Regions from separate parts of the Sus scrofa genome. Here all the other regions are linked to region 1. A link is a contact called in public Hi-C and HiChIP or PLAC-seq data. All regions are on one chromosome and are shown on one strand. The core of a region is the stretch at or near the end of the contact, and the rest is flanking DNA. Distances in the headings are between cores, read along the strand shown. Region 1 holds the start of CCND1 (G1/S-specific cyclin-D1). Region 2 has its middle 220 kb from the start of TPCN2. Region 3 has its middle 240 kb from the start of CCND1. Region 4 has its middle 210 kb from the start of CCND1. Region 5 overlaps LOC106509291 (a long non-coding RNA gene).

Evidence for each region. A called contact is a pair of places that touch in the nucleus more often than the background predicts. HiChIP or PLAC-seq counts read pairs in DNA pulled down with a chosen protein or histone mark.
Region 2: a contact with region 1 is called in a Hi-C map of embryonic fibroblasts, with 4 times the contacts expected there. The contact joins the enhancer-like site here to the promoter of CCND1 in region 1. A contact is called at or near these places in 1 of 5 promoter capture datasets (liver), 25 of 47 Hi-C or Micro-C datasets (adipose tissue, alveolar macrophages, blood and 16 more) and 1 of 2 datasets of contacts at active chromatin or transcription factors (skeletal muscle).
Region 3: a contact with region 1 is called in a Hi-C map of embryonic fibroblasts, with 5 times the contacts expected there. The contact joins the enhancer-like site here to the promoter of CCND1 in region 1. A contact is called at or near these places in 1 of 5 promoter capture datasets (liver), 10 of 47 Hi-C or Micro-C datasets (embryonic fibroblasts, epiblast stem cells, fetal liver and 3 more) and 1 of 2 datasets of contacts at active chromatin or transcription factors (skeletal muscle).
Region 4: a Hi-C map of liver shows a contact between it and region 1, with 7 times the contacts expected there. The contact joins the enhancer-like site here to the promoter of CCND1 in region 1. A contact is called at or near these places in 6 of 47 Hi-C or Micro-C datasets (embryonic fibroblasts, fetal liver, heart right ventricle and 2 more) and 1 of 2 datasets of contacts at active chromatin or transcription factors (skeletal muscle).
Region 5: a contact with region 1 is called in an H3K27ac HiChIP or PLAC-seq map of skeletal muscle, with 8 times the contacts expected there. The contact joins the enhancer-like site here to the promoter of CCND1 in region 1. A contact is called at or near these places in 11 of 47 Hi-C or Micro-C datasets (adipocytes, embryonic fibroblasts, fibroblasts and 6 more) and 1 of 2 datasets of contacts at active chromatin or transcription factors (skeletal muscle).

The regions. Positions count from the first base shown.
Region 1 is chr2:3,632,004-3,634,761 of Sscrofa11.1, reverse strand. CCND1 (G1/S-specific cyclin-D1) reads left to right here and starts at 1,382. Exons shown (of 5, transcript XM_021082686.1): 1 at 1,382-1,826. The coding sequence starts at 1,629.
Region 2 is chr2:3,885,774-3,888,531 of Sscrofa11.1, reverse strand. No RefSeq gene overlaps it. Among named protein-coding and RNA genes, the nearest start is that of TPCN2, 220 kb to the left of the region's middle. Within about 2 kb of position 1,346, at least 51 of the 83 cell types and tissues checked have an H3K27ac peak or open chromatin away from gene starts, as enhancers often do. A contact at or near this core is called in adipose tissue, alveolar macrophages, brain and 8 more, where this site is marked.
Region 3 is chr2:3,867,502-3,870,259 of Sscrofa11.1, reverse strand. No RefSeq gene overlaps it. Among named protein-coding and RNA genes, the nearest start is that of CCND1, 240 kb to the right of the region's middle. Within about 2 kb of position 1,384, at least 26 of the 83 cell types and tissues checked have an H3K27ac peak or open chromatin away from gene starts, as enhancers often do. A contact at or near this core is called in embryonic fibroblasts and skeletal muscle, where this site is marked.
Region 4 is chr2:3,846,287-3,849,044 of Sscrofa11.1, reverse strand. No RefSeq gene overlaps it. Among named protein-coding and RNA genes, the nearest start is that of CCND1, 210 kb to the right of the region's middle. Within about 2 kb of position 1,409, at least 3 of the 83 cell types and tissues checked have an H3K27ac peak or open chromatin away from gene starts, as enhancers often do. A contact at or near this core is called in fetal liver and liver, where this site is marked.
Region 5 is chr2:3,813,467-3,816,224 of Sscrofa11.1, reverse strand. The region is part of intron 1 of LOC106509291 (a long non-coding RNA gene); the gene reads right to left. Among named protein-coding and RNA genes, the nearest start is that of CCND1, 180 kb to the right of the region's middle. Within about 2 kb of position 1,439, at least 24 of the 83 cell types and tissues checked have an H3K27ac peak or open chromatin away from gene starts, as enhancers often do. A contact at or near this core is called in liver, omental adipose tissue, retroperitoneal adipose tissue and 1 more, where this site is marked.

The DNA of each region.
Region 1 (2,758 bases), core at 133-2,632:
CTTGCGAAGGGGAGGGGGCTTTTTAATAAGTTTTCTTTGAGCCTTTAACCTTAGGGTGTATGGTGGTTTGATGACACCAAACTATACTGAGGGGAGTAAATGAACATTTTTCTTAATGGGGGTCAGGTAGTGTAAAAACTAAAAAAAATAAAAAGTGAAGTATGCGTAAAATGTTCTTTCAATTTAAAAATAAGCACCGAAGAAGAGCCTGAATCTTTAACTTTAAAAAACGTCATATATTCTTTGATATGTCTTAAAAGTTTGGAATAATATTGGGGACTCTTGTATAACCACGAAGATACATAGGTTTTGTTTAAAATCATCAGATCAATACAGCCATTTCTGTAACCTGTAATTGTTCTGCTCTTTGCCAGCCCCTGCCATCCCCGTCAGGCTCACGAATGCAGCCCCAGGGCAAATTCTAAAGGTGAAGAGAGGTCCACACCCCCAACAAAACCAATTAGGAAGCTTCCGGTGGTCTCGTCCCAGGCGGAGAGGGGACTAGTAGTTCCAGGGATTTAACTTCATTTTTAATTTTTAAAAATGAGGCAGGACAGAGACCAGTATTTTGCAGCCTTCCTTTCAGGGTGTTTTTCTAGCTGTTAAATTGCCAGGACAGGGCAAGGATGGGGGGATTGGGGAACCCCCGCAAGAAAGGACTGGCCAAGGTGGGAAGACAGCCTGCAGATCCCCCAGGCGCGGAGGACAGGATGAAGGAAACGCTGGCCACCATCTTGGGCTGCTGCTGGAATTTTCGGGCATTTATTTTATTTTATTTTTGAGCGAGCGCATGCTAGGCTGAAATATGCTTAACCATTAGGGTTCCTCCCTCGGGCATTGCAACGACCCCCCTGTGTGCCGGAATGAAGCCTCCACAAGGGTTGCCGGCTCTGCGTCCCTGAATGTTAAATGGTTCCTGAAATTTACACGTGTTGATGAAAATGAAAGAAGACACAGAAGCTAAGATTCCTAGGCTGCCTCTCCGCCCGTGGGTGCCCTCGTGGCGTTTTCGGAAATGCACCCATTCTCCTGGCTCGGGTAGAGGGTGTCACCGAACCCCAGAGTCCCCCTTCCATGCGGTCTTGCCCGGCTGCGTGTGGCCTGCCCGCCCTCCTAGTCGTCCCCCTCTGCAGAGCCACCTATACACAACCCCCCAAATCCTAAGGGGCCCACTCGGGGTGGACAGGACCCCCCTGCACCCCTCTTCCCCGCGGGGCGATTTGCGTTTCTATGAAAACCAAGTTTCGGGGGCAACTCCGCTTAGGGCAGGCGCGGCGCCTCCGGGATGGCTTTTGGGCTCTGCCCCTCGCCGCTCCCCGGCGCTCGGCGCCCGCGCCCCCTCCCCCTGAGCCCGCCCCCCCTCCCTCCCGCTCCCATTCTCTGCCCGGCTTTGATCTCTGCTTAACAACAGTAACGTCACACGGACTACAGGGGAGTTCTGTTGGAAGTTGCAAAGTCCTAGAGCCTCCAGAGGGCTGTCGGCGCAGTAGCAGCGAGCAGCAGCGTCCGCGCGCTCCGGCGAGGGGCAGAAGAGCTCGAGGGAGCACGGGGGCAGCAGGAGCTAAAGCCGAACGCGGACCCAGCCCGGGACCCACCGCCGCCCCAAGCCGCCTAGCAGAGCCCCAGCCATGGCACACCAGCTCCTGTGCTGCGAGATGGAGACCATCCGCCGGGCGTACCCCGATGCCAACCTCCTCAACGATCGGGTGCTGCGGGCCATGCTCAAGGCGGAGGAGACCTGCTCGCCCTCCGTGTCCTACTTCAAGTGCGTGCAGAAGGAAATCCTGCCTTCCATGCGGAAGATCGTGGCCACCTGGATGCTGGAGGTGCGGGGCTTCGGGCGGCTCTCTTAGCACTTTTCTGCGACTTGTTGCGCAAACCCACATTTCTTTGCCACTCATCTCCCTCCCTTCTCTCTCACCCCAACTTTGAAGTTTGCTGGAGTGTTGCTAGGAATCGTAATTCCAAAATATATAGATATTGTGGGTATTTTTTGAACGAGGAAGAAGTGGGGGTGGGGTCATTAGAAATTCCCTTCGTGGGGGGGGGGGTCGAAGACGTGTACCTTCGGGCAAAGCCACTGTCAAGGGCACCCCAGTTGGCTTCAGGGTGTGGGCCCGCAGGCTGGGCGCCCTTTGTAGCCCCCGCCTGGACCGCCACCGCGCAGCCCCCGCCTGCGCCCGAGCCCCGCTGCGCCTCCTCTCCCCGCCGCGCGGCCGCTGAATCTCCAGCTCCAGGGGGAGGGGGCATAGATTTGATTTTTAAATTAATATCCATGGACACGTATGCAAGGGCCACTCGTGCCAGTATTATGCGCCATCTTTGTTCTTTTATTGCAAAGCAAAAGTGTTTATTAATAATTGGGGGCAGGGTGGGGGCGGGGAGCGACCGGCGAGGCGCTTGGGGCCGCCGCGAGGGGCCGCGCGGCCACCGGGAACCGGCGGGAGGGGCGCGGGGACAGAACTCGGGCAGTTGTGCGGGGACCCCACTCGGGAAAGAGGGCCCCTTTGTTAAAGCAGCGAGTCCCGGGGCGCCCCGCAAGGCCAGCTTGGGCCGGAGAGCACGCCGGGCTGCAAGGTCGTGTGGCCCCCAAGACGCTGGGGGCTGACTCTCATCTGCAGGGGTCTCAACTTGGGGGACCTGTGTGGAGGGAGCCGGGGGCCCGGGGCACGTTTTCAGGCCTTCAGTGGGCTCCTACGGGCACCGCAAGTATTTTAAAATAATTTCTGAAAGTGCGGCGTGGTGCCCTTGCGAGAGG
Region 2 (2,758 bases), core at 97-2,596, 250 kb before region 1:
AGCCTCATCCCAGGCTAGGGGCTGAATGGGAGCTGCAGCTGCCGGCCTACACCACAGCCACAGCCACGTCAGATCCGAGCTGCATCTGTGACCTACACGGCAGCTTGCAGTGATGCCAGATTCTTAACCCACTGAGTGAGGCCAGGAAGTGAACCTGCATCCTCATGGACACTATGTTGGGTCCTTAACCCTCTGAGCCACAATAGAAGCTCCTCTTCCTCCTTCAGTTTTTTTTTTTTTTTTTTTGGATGCACCTGCTGCATGTAGAAGTTCCCGGGCCTGTGATGGAGCCACAGCAGTGACAAAGCCAGATCCTCAACTGCTAGGCCACCAGGGAACTCCTCCCTCCCTCTTTTACTGTGTAATTTTTTTTTTATTGCGTGCTCACCGTGTGAGGGCACCAGCCAGGTCTTGGGACTATCAGGGTGACCAGGCCCTCCTAGGCTCTCGTAAGCTGCTTACAGGCAGGATGACAAGCAGGTTGGTCCCCAGGCCGACTCTGGCATTTTGGTGGTGGTCCCCTGGAGAAGTGTGTGCCATGGGGTTCTGAGGCAGGATCTGGCTTGGAGAAAGTGTGCTGCAATCCATTAGTGATGTCTGCCATGCACAGAGGTGCAGGGGCAGGGGCAACTGTGCTGTCTTGTAGGTCCTGGACCAGCAGAACCTCTAAAATGCATCCTGGCAGCACTGGGTGCCTTGCCTGGGCCTCCAAACCAATTCAGCCTTTTTTCTGTCTGTTTTCAGGTGAGAAAGCAGATTCTGTCTGTGGTCTCACAGCTCATCTGTGGCAGAGCTGGGATCTGAATCCAGGTTCCAAGGATCCCAGTTTTCCGTGGTGTCATGCCCTCTTTATTTTGGCCACTAGGGAGCTCAGAATGGAGCTTTAGCCTTGTTCTTCGGTGCCACATTAGCCTAGGGCCTGGGGCATTTTTGTCAGCCCCTCCTTTGGGCTTTATCCTCTCTGCTGGGCCTCCCGTGGAGCAGGCCGGACATAAGTTATCAACTATAAATAAAACCAAGACTTCCGTTCTGGCTCTCACTTTAGTTTCCTGGTGCATTTTTTTTTTTTTTTTAATTCCTTAATGGGGTAGGGCGGGGTGCGGAGAAACTCTTAATGGAAGATGACGTCATCATCAGCTGGCCCTGGGGGGGCAGCCCCCAGCCCCACAGGCCCACGCGGGGCCCTGAATGCTCCCATTATGAGGGGTAACCTCATTACACAAGCCGGGCTGCACGGTGGAATTTCAAATGGGGTTTTGTGGTTTCTGCCCTTCTCAGCAGAGCGCACACAGGCAGCTGCGGTCACCCGGCTTCCTCTGCCGCCGCAGCCCTGGCACCCGGCCAGCCCGGTGACCACCGGTTCCACCATGAGTCAGTTTCATTCTTAACTTTCTGACTCAGGCCCCTTTAAAGGGACAGCAGAGCCGATGCCTCTGGGCGGGTGAGCAGGGGGAAGCGGACGGGGCCCAGGAGGAAGCTTGGGGGTCTGGCAGGCAGCCGGCTCCGGAGCTGGGCCAGCGGGCCCTGCATCCCTCCGCCTTCCCTCCCCGGGGGAGGGGGTTTCCTGCCTGCTCCGGGCGAGGGGGGCTGTGGTCTCTCCCCAGAGGTGACCATCTGCGGGGCGGGAACCCCCGGGGCACTGGGCGCCCTCGCTTCTTGCCGAGAACCCCACTCTGGCCCAGGAGGCCAACGCAGCTTCGCAAACCTCCCTCTCCAGCCTGCCTGCTTCTCCCCACACTCCCCATACATCGTGCCCTGCCTCCTGGGTGGGGCAGCCCCTCCGCCCCCTGGCATGCTTGGCCCGGCTGCTCTGTGGTTCTCCTTGAGGGCACCTTCCTGTCCCGTGTCCCCCCCCCCACTCCCCTGGTGCCCTGCCAGGCCCTGTCACAGCCACTGGCTGGATCTCTAACCCATCAGTCTGTTCAACTTGCTCGTGCGTATTCACTGGCTCCCGCCACCCGAGGCAGTCCGCAGGGACAGACACACAGGGACACAACACGGGCCCCGGCACACAGTGGGTGCTCAGTGTGGTTCTTGGAAGAGAGTGGCCGAAGGGTCCTCCGTAGCCGTCCCCTTGTCGAGAGTGGGGTGGCTGTTCGCTGCAGAGGGGACCAGGGCCCAGGCGAGGTGACCAGTGCGTGATCCCGGGTCAGGGGGCTCCTGCTGGGTCAGGGCCTGTAATTCGAACCCCTTCTCCCCCCACCCCCCGGGGCTGGTCTCAGCATGAGTCCTTGTGGGGCGGGGGAGGGGAGGGAGCGCAGAAGAATTTCCTTCTTTTTTCCTCCGTCTGACTCACACTTGGGTTTTGAAGTTCCCCTTCTGGTCAGCGCTCCTGCTGAGGTTACAGAGTGGTCAGGCAAGGCCGGCAGGGCCTGGGTGACAAGAGGGAGCCAGGCCTTGGTTTCATTCACAAAACAGGACCTGCTCCTGCTTCCCGTGTCCTCCCAGCTCCCGTGGCGTTTGCAGGTTTGCAGGGGGCGGGGTGCTCGTGGGGCTTTAAGGGCCCCGAGGTCGTGCATCCATGTGGCCTGAGTCCCTCTGGGCCCCTCCTTCCTGCCTCCGGGTTCACTGTCCCTGGAGGCTGGGGCAGAGACGCGAGGTCGGGACCGGTGACAGAGGCCTCGGTGCTCCTCAGGCGGGCACCTGCCTCCCGTCTGATGGTCTCCTGCCCCTCGGGGTTCCCGCCTCCTCGGCTGGGATGGACCGAAGGACAAGGGAAGACGAAGGGCCAAAGAAAAGGATGCAATGAGGGCCCGGA
Region 3 (2,758 bases), core at 135-2,634, 240 kb before region 1:
CCCCGGAGGACCCCCAGACACGGTAGAAGACCTGGTGTTGCATGGATGTCCTGAGCCTCCAGCCCGCCTCTTGGAGGGGAAGTCCCCTTGGCCTCCTCGCTCCCCTTCCCGAAGCTCCCCCCACCCTGTTCTCGGGAGGGAAACTCCAACGGATACCTCTACTTCCTGTGATGTTTCAACCTCTGGCTTCAGGCACATCCCAAGATTCCCGAAACCAGGGGCATTTTCTCCGAACCATAAGAGACATGGTGGGGCCCCCGGGCCACATGTCCTGTGATGGACACTTTTTCCTTTGCGCCTCCAACACCACCCTCCGCCCTGCTCTCTGCCCCAGGGGCTGAACCAGCGGATCCTTTCCTGGGCTCCCATACCCTCTGGCTTCCTGGTGGGTTTGGCCCTGGGCACGCTCTGGCTGCAGGTGTGGGCGGGAGGAGCGTGGGGCCTGGGAATCCACATCAGAGCCTCTCCCCTTGGGGGTCACCTTGGGCAGCTGTGTCCCTGGACTGAAGGTCGCATCTCCCTCAGCACCTCGCTCTCCAGGATTCTCCCCTTCCGGGCTCTGGCAGAGGTGCTTTCCCCTGGAAGGGTCAGCCTGGGCAGGGGGCCCAGGGGCCAGGGATGCCATACACTAGTGCCTTTGCGTGGTCAGCCTGGGCTGGGCCGGGGGGACAGGGCCTGGGGTGCCACACACTGGTGACTTTGCATGATCCCCTCCACTCTGCAGTTTTCCCAGTTTCAGCCACCTCTTGCCTGGGGGAACCTGAATTGACACTCGCCCCAACCTGCGGTGGCTGGAGAGGGGACCCCGTACCCCAAAGAGGCCTCTGAGATGCCACTGTACATGGGGTTGCCAGGGAGCACAATTGCAGCACCACGCAGGACCACCCTCCCAGCCAGCCTCCCCGAAAGTTGGGAGAAAGGCACAGGGAGCCCCGCTCAGAGGGGAGTGGAAGAGCCCCAGGGCCAGCCTGGTGACAGGCTGCCCTCGCCCAGCTCCGGGCCGGGGTTCCACCCTTCCCGTTACCACGCAACCTCGGGGTGCCCCGTTTTACCACTGAAGCTCAGTGCTGTCCCCAAGTTCCACAGAGGAGTCCCCCAGAGCCGGAAAGGCGCAGCCCCCAGCGCTCGCCCCGGCCTCCAGCAGCCCCAGCAAAAGGCTAACCAGGAGGGCGTGCTCCGGGCTCCACCGCCTGTTGGCTGCATGAACCACTGCTGACTCAACCCCGTAGGTTCCCAAAGTAGAAACCTTGTCAGATTCCAAAGATTAGCAGCCCCGGTGACTCACGTGTATTGCTCCCTAAGACACGATCCCAGGCCCTCGGGATCAGCCCAGCCATCGCAGAGAGCATCACAATGCCCAGTGGAATGCTGGGCGCCGGCCACGAAAGAGCCGAGCCGGGCCTGGCTGCCAAGAAAGGAGTTCCCACTAGGAAAATCTGACTCTAGCAACTTCTGCTTTTTGGTTTGGGTTCACAGTTCCTTGGCTGTGCCTACAGACAGCTAAGAACTCTGGCTCTGGGTTGAACTCCCCGGTGGGTGGGGTTAGGGAGGTTTTTGGTGGTTGTTACGGTGCTGGTGGGGTGGATGGCGGCGGTGGGGACCCTGGTGGGGGGGGGTGCATTGGTTTTAATGGTCGTAGGGGTGGTGAAGATGCTTCACAGCCTGAGCCTGAGAGCAGAGCACAGAAAGATCTGACAATGGAGAAGCCGACTGCTACTTACACTCTGGCGAGCTGGGCCACGTACCAGGTCTCTCTGAACCTCAGTTTCCTCACAATCAAGGGAGAAAGGTCCTGTCTGCCTCTTTGGACCATTTGGGGATCAGAGGGACCAAGACCTGTGAATACTCATGAGCGTGCAAATCCCAGAAGACAGACGTAAAGACCTCAGCGTGTGCCTGCTCCGCCGACAGGTACCAGAATCTATAGGATGTGTCTGCAGTGAATCTTGGCTCCTGCGATTTTTTTTTTCCCCTGTGGAACAGGATTCACCCCCTTCTTCAGGCAGCAGCACTCCCTTTCCTTCAGAGATTTTTATACAATTTCTCTCCCCCTCAAAGTGGATTCAGGGGAGCTGGCAGTCTTGGTATCCCACTTCCCCTGTTCACAGGGGTGGGCATACGGCCCAGGCTGGGCAAGCCAAGTTCTCTCTGGGGCTTGGTAAGTGCAATAGAGATGAGAGGAACTGAAAGGAGAAGATAGGAGAAAGGGGAAGAGGAAGAGAACCGCAGGGGCTTTGTTGAAGCACCTGGAGCCAGCTATACCTGAAGGTAGCCTGATCTAGCCCTGAACCTCCAAGTTATATAGATCATAGAACAGCCTCTGGGAGTTTGAGTTGGGCATCTGCACTTTGCAAACCAAAGAGTCCTTCCCTGTGCCTCTAACATTCTCAGTCTCCTAGAATCCCCAGGCCCTATCCAAGAAGGCAAAATTTGTGATGGGCTGCCTCCCAAATTTGAGGATAACACACTCTTGTCTTGTCAGACTCAAATCTGGCTCCTTTACTCCCTCTTTCCAGGGACCAGATGAGGACTGACCCAGCTCCCATATATCAGGGGACAGAGGTTGCGGTCTGTTGCTCCCCCCTTCCCTTTCCCAGGGGTAACCTTTACAGGGCAGCTCTGTTAGAAATGATAAAATGCCTTGACTACTTTTGCTGATTGTATTAACAAGACTCATCTAGACAATTCACATACTATAGGAAAGCAGGAGTGAAAGAGTAAAAAAACCGCTGAAAGCCACCTCGCTTCCACAGAAAAC
Region 4 (2,758 bases), core at 160-2,659, 210 kb before region 1:
CACGACCTTGAGGGCCTGATATTCAGTGAAACACGGACAGAAGGCAGACCCCAAAGCCCACGGACCGTGTGATTCCATCAATATGAAATGTCCAGAACAGGGAGAGCCACAGAGACGGAGAGTAGATTCGTGGTTGCCAGGGGGCGGAAGTGGGCAGGTAATTGAGGGGAGGGGGTTTGGAGGGGAGCAGCTAAGGGGTGCTGTTTAAGGAGGGGTGAAAATGTACTACACGGATTATGATGGCAACTGCACAATCCTTAACATAATAGAAACCACCGGATTGCATCCTTCTAAATGGATAAAGGGTGAGGTATCCATCGCAAAAAAGCTGTTAGAGATAAAGGACCCTAGACTCTGTGGAAAGGGTTCAGCCCAGTATCCTGTTCCCTGCAGATAAAGAAAGGAAGAAATCAATAAAGAAGAGAAAAAATAATAATAATAAAGGAATCAACCACACAGAGAAATGCCAGGCCAGCACCCTGCCCCGTCAGCACCAGGAAATGTAGGTCTCTTTCCTTATTCTTTGTCTCATTCACACACACACACACACACACACACACACACACACACACACACACACAGGGGTCCAGGCTCTGGGACCTCAGGCCACAAGGTCACCTAGGCTGGGTACAGAGAGCCCAGAGCTATCCTGATCACTGTGCCTGGCAGCCTGCAGCCCACTCACTTTGCTGGTAGGACACCTCGGGCTCCACCTGCCAAAGCAACATATCCAGAAGTGGACTGAACATGATCAAACGTGTGAGTGCCCTGGCTTGAAACTGGGCAATCCTGTATCAGTCAGCACACAGCTGTGTAACAAATAGACCTGATGCCACCGTGGCTGCGACTTGAAATTAATTTCTCAGAAAAAGATCAGACAGGCAGCCCAGGGCCATCAGGGCTCCTTCCACATTTCTGCTCGGCTGTCCTCAGCATGTAGCTTCCGCCTTGGGTCCCAGGTGGGGAGGGAAGAGGGGCGCGCACACCTTTTCATGTTGCCTGGGTCGGAACCTGCCATGGCCATGGCTTGCTGCAAGGGAGTCTGGGAAATGTAGTTCATGTTGGGAGGCCCTGTGCCCATCTCAGCATTTGTTACATGGCAGTGGAGGAAGGAAGGAATATTGGGCCGTAGGAATGTAGCCTGTGAAACTCAGATTCCTCATTTGTAAAAGAGTAACAAGTGAGGGTTTCTTGGGAGAGAAAATGCCTGGGCACGGTACTGGGCACGGTACACACTGGCGAAATGGGGATTACCTCGCTTCCCTCTCTGACCCCAAGGACCCCTGTGTGGGGGGTGGGGGTTGGAGGGAGGTCTGCTGAGCAGAGGCCCGGGGGTGGAGTGCAGACCAGGCACAGACTGAGTCACTGCGGCCCCGGGACCAATAGAACCCTCTGGAGGCTGGGGGTGGACCAGGCCGGGGAAGCGCAGCACTGCCCGGGCTCATGGTCCAGCCAAGCTCCTGCAGGCACTGCCCCGTCCACAATGTGGACTCAGCACGCCCAGTGGTCACAGCTCTTGCCTCTGCTCTGGCCTCAGACCCACTGGTCGGCCAGACGCTCGATACATTCTGTTTTGAAAGAAAACAAACTCTTTTGAAACTGCTCCCGGAAACAAGAGAGTCTCGCCCCCTCCTCTGGGGGCTGGTGGACATCGAGTTTCAGGGAAGCCTGACAGGCGAGGCTGCGTGGGGGACGATCGCCTGCACCAACCCCCCGGGCAACAGACCTCAGAGCTGAGATGGAGGGCAATAAGGAGCCATGGAAGACTGGAGAGGGAGCGTGACTGGGTCAGATGAGTGCTTCGGGAAGTTAGGGCTCCATGGCCCCCCTTACAAGGATGCTGCAGCAGATGTCAGAGATGAATTAGGGGCAAGATCGGGGTGACAAAGGCAACATTTTTAGCGTGCCCAAGGCCCCTGAAAGCAAGCTCAGTCTGAGGTCTTGAAGGCAGGAATCGGGGCCCATGTTGGGAGGGCTGGGGGCCCCAGCAGGGCAGAGGCAGAGGCGGAGGTGGGAAGCAGAGTCAGGAGCTGCCGCTGTGGGTTCTCTCACCTGCAGCAGAGCCGAGCCGGGGGCAGGGATCCCTGCTGGTGGAAGCACCCTTCTGGTCCTTCAGCCGTGAGAACGGCCTTTCCTTGCGTCCTGGCAGGATCTTGTCCTGCAGCCAGAAGGGCACGGGTGCCCAGGAAGCTGGGCCTGTGTGGCCCACCTCTCCCAGCTTGTTCAGCCCCCAGGGGGACTGGGAACCTGGGGGCGGTGGCTGTCCCCCAGCCCAGAGAAGTGGTACCACTCAGCCTGCTTCCTCAGGATGGTCCAGGGCAGCTGGGCACGATGACCCCACAGCCTCAGAAGGGCACTGACCCCTCGGTGGGGGTGGGGCCAAGATCACAGGGCAGGATGACAACTGTGGTGACCTCCTGGGCAGTCCCTGGGCCAGGGGCTCAGCTCCAAGATCCCCTCCACTGTCCTCTTGCTCTTCCTCAGGGAACCCGGGAGGTGGGGACTAAATGAGGTCATTTCTGTGAGTTTCAGAATGCTGCCGGGTGTTCGAAAGTGCAGTGTATGGAGTTCCTGTCGTGGCGCAGTGGTTAATGAATCCAACTAGGAACCATGAGGTTGCGGGTTCGATCCCTGGCCTTGCTCCGTGGGTTAAGGATCCGGCATTGCCGTGAGCTATGGTGTAAGTTGCAGACGCGGCTTGGATCCTGAGTGGCTGTGGCTCTGGTGTAGGCCAGCAGCTACAGCTCCAACTGGACCC
Region 5 (2,758 bases), core at 190-2,689, 180 kb before region 1:
CGACCTTCACCTCCGACAACAAGTGCCTCGTGAATAGGATTATGATCCATCTATGCAGTGGGTGCTCCCAGGCAATTAAAACGATGCCAGTCCTTGCTTGCTTCTTGACAGGCCCCCATGCCCCTGCTGTACCAGTGTGTGGGGGAGCAGGTTACAGAAAAGTGTGGCTAAAACTGTCTTATCTTGGAACAGTCCGTGTGTTTCTAAGGTATTCTCATGGAAGGCAAGGGTGGTTGGGGAACTTCTTTAAAGGATTTTTCCTGGGGGTGGAATTTTCAGATGTTTTTGCGTCTTCTCTTGCTTTTTACATTTTTGTATATTATAATAACACTATGTAAAGAAAACGTGAATTGGAAAACAAAGGACAGCTGCGATTCAATCAAATATGGATGGGACAAAGTAATCTGGAGCCACTTTTAAGGGGACGCCAGCTCAGTCACTCTCGAAACACCGCTCGGATCTGTGAGGGACCAGCGGCCCCCGCACAGTGACAACCTGGAGGCGCAGGGAGGGGGTGTGACCCATCCAAAGTCAGGCCACCGTCTGCACCTGGGCTGGGGTCTGGACCCTGCATGGCTTGGAGTCCAGCGGACCCTCGACCTCAGAGCTCCAGTTTCTAACAAAGCCTAGCCGTCCACGATCTTACCTGGGCTCTAAGGCCGGGCTCCCAGGTGATGTCAGGATTTCACCCCTGAACAAAGGAATGCTGTCCACACACTGTGTTTCCCCACACCAGTGCCTGCCCCACTTGACCAAGGCAAAGGGGGGTCAACCCCGGGGTTCCCGGTGCGGCCTCCTCACCCCTGAGTCTGGCACAGAGTAGGTGCTCAGAAACCCTGTGGAGGCAGCGCTGAGCAAAGCCTTCCTTGCCATCGGGCACTTAGCAACGGCGGCCTCCACCTGTCCCTCGGGTCTTAGGCAAGTACGATTCCAGGCTGTCCTCCTCTCTCTGTCTCTCCGTCTCTGTCTCTCCATCTCTGTCTCTCTCACACACACACCCCCACATCCACTTACTCACAGGGCCGTGAGAAGCACAGAGGCTCAAGGGTCCCACCTGTGCCCTTTGCAGCCACGCGGGTTTCAGCCCATCATTCAGGTACCCACTTTGTGGGCTGTTTCCAAGGGAATGGAAAGTACAACCTGCACATCTGATCACCCAGAACCCCAACCTGGGGCAGCGCCTGGCAGTAAGCGGGTGCATGGAACAGATTCCCTGGGTGCGTGGCTGGCACTGAAATCAGGCATAGGCTCCCCCGAGGCCCAGGCTGCTCCAGGCTGCACTCCTTCCTTCATCCAAGGCCTGCCCTGAAACCCTGGGTGCCCGGCCCTGGGAGGCCCGTGGAGCTGCCGGGAGGAGGAAATCCGAGTCCCTCACATCCTGCCCCAGGACCAGCTGGCCTTGCAGATTCCAGAACTTTCCGCAGTGGCCGGCCGGCCACCGGGCAGGAAGCGGAAGGTGCAGAAATAGAAACGCCCAGCCAGGCAGCAGCTCCTTCACTGTGTGAGGGAGGGAAGTGGAGGCGAGAGGCAGGCGAAGGGGGAGCTGGGGAGCAAAGAAAAGGTTGCAGGGGAAGCCAGGGAAAGTGGCCGGGGGGCCACAGATCGGCCTCCATGCCCCGTGACCACACCCAGTGAATCCCCGTCCCCTGAAAGAAATCCGTGCCCTGCAGCGCCTGTGTGGGACTGCAGCCCCCTGGGGCTGGGCAGCACGGGGGCCAAGGCTTCTCCCTGTCACGGTCACATCACCGCCCCAGCCACCTGAGAGGCAGGTGCAGAGGGAAACCGAGGCCCAGGAAGGTACCAGAATAGAACCCAGGTCTGCCTGCTCCCAAGCCTGAGTTCTAAAGCCCCCCACAGCCCCCCAAAGAACCCACCAGAACGGAGGCTCCCCAGGGCCCCCTGCTGGGGTGGACAGGGGCCTCTGACCACACCCCACTCCTCCACTCCCCACCTGGCCAGGGGATCCCCCAGAGCCCTGTGAGATCAGCTCAAGTTCAAGGGGGTGGTGCCAGGCTGGGGCCCCCGGCTTCGTTCAGAAACCAGGTCTGGGCCAGCCTCGGGGTCTCCAGTCCAGCCCCCGGGGGCCCACAGCCTCTAGGTGGCTTGTCCTCCGCAGGCCTTGCTGGGTCCCCCTGACTCAGGGCGACTTCGCCGAGACACCCCCATCCCCACCACTGCCCCATGAACTTCCTGTTTTCACAGGAAACAGGAAGACACAGGGTCCTGCCCCCCACCCCTCACAAGAGCCTGGCCAAGGAGGGTCTGGAGCCATGGGCCAGGGGTGGCCTTCTTCCTACCCTGCCCCCACCTTCCTCTCTGCCCCGCATCCGCTCATGCCTGGTTCCAAGGCCCCTGGAGCAGTCCCGGGGGAGGGGATGCTGTCCACGCATGACCCCAGGATGTCCCCTCCTTGCTCCGGCCTGGAGGGAGGCGGCTTTACTGATGCAGCTGCAGGATCTGGGAGCTGGTGCACGGAAGACATGGGGTGGGGGTCTTGTAGCAACCACCCACCTTCCCCCAGCCCACGGCCCCAGAAGAGCCCCGACTGTGGCTGGACTGTGTATGTCATGTGGGAAGAGCAGAGGGGCCCGGAAGGAGCCCCCATCCAGCTGGCCACCCAGGTCTCCATGCTGGAGCTCCTGGACCAGCCGCAGAGGAGGGCTCTGGATGCAAGAGCTGCCACTGGCGAGAGTTTTGGAGAGCGGCTCAGCCCCCAGCTCTGCCCTTTGCACCCTCACTGGCTGTGTGACCTCAGACA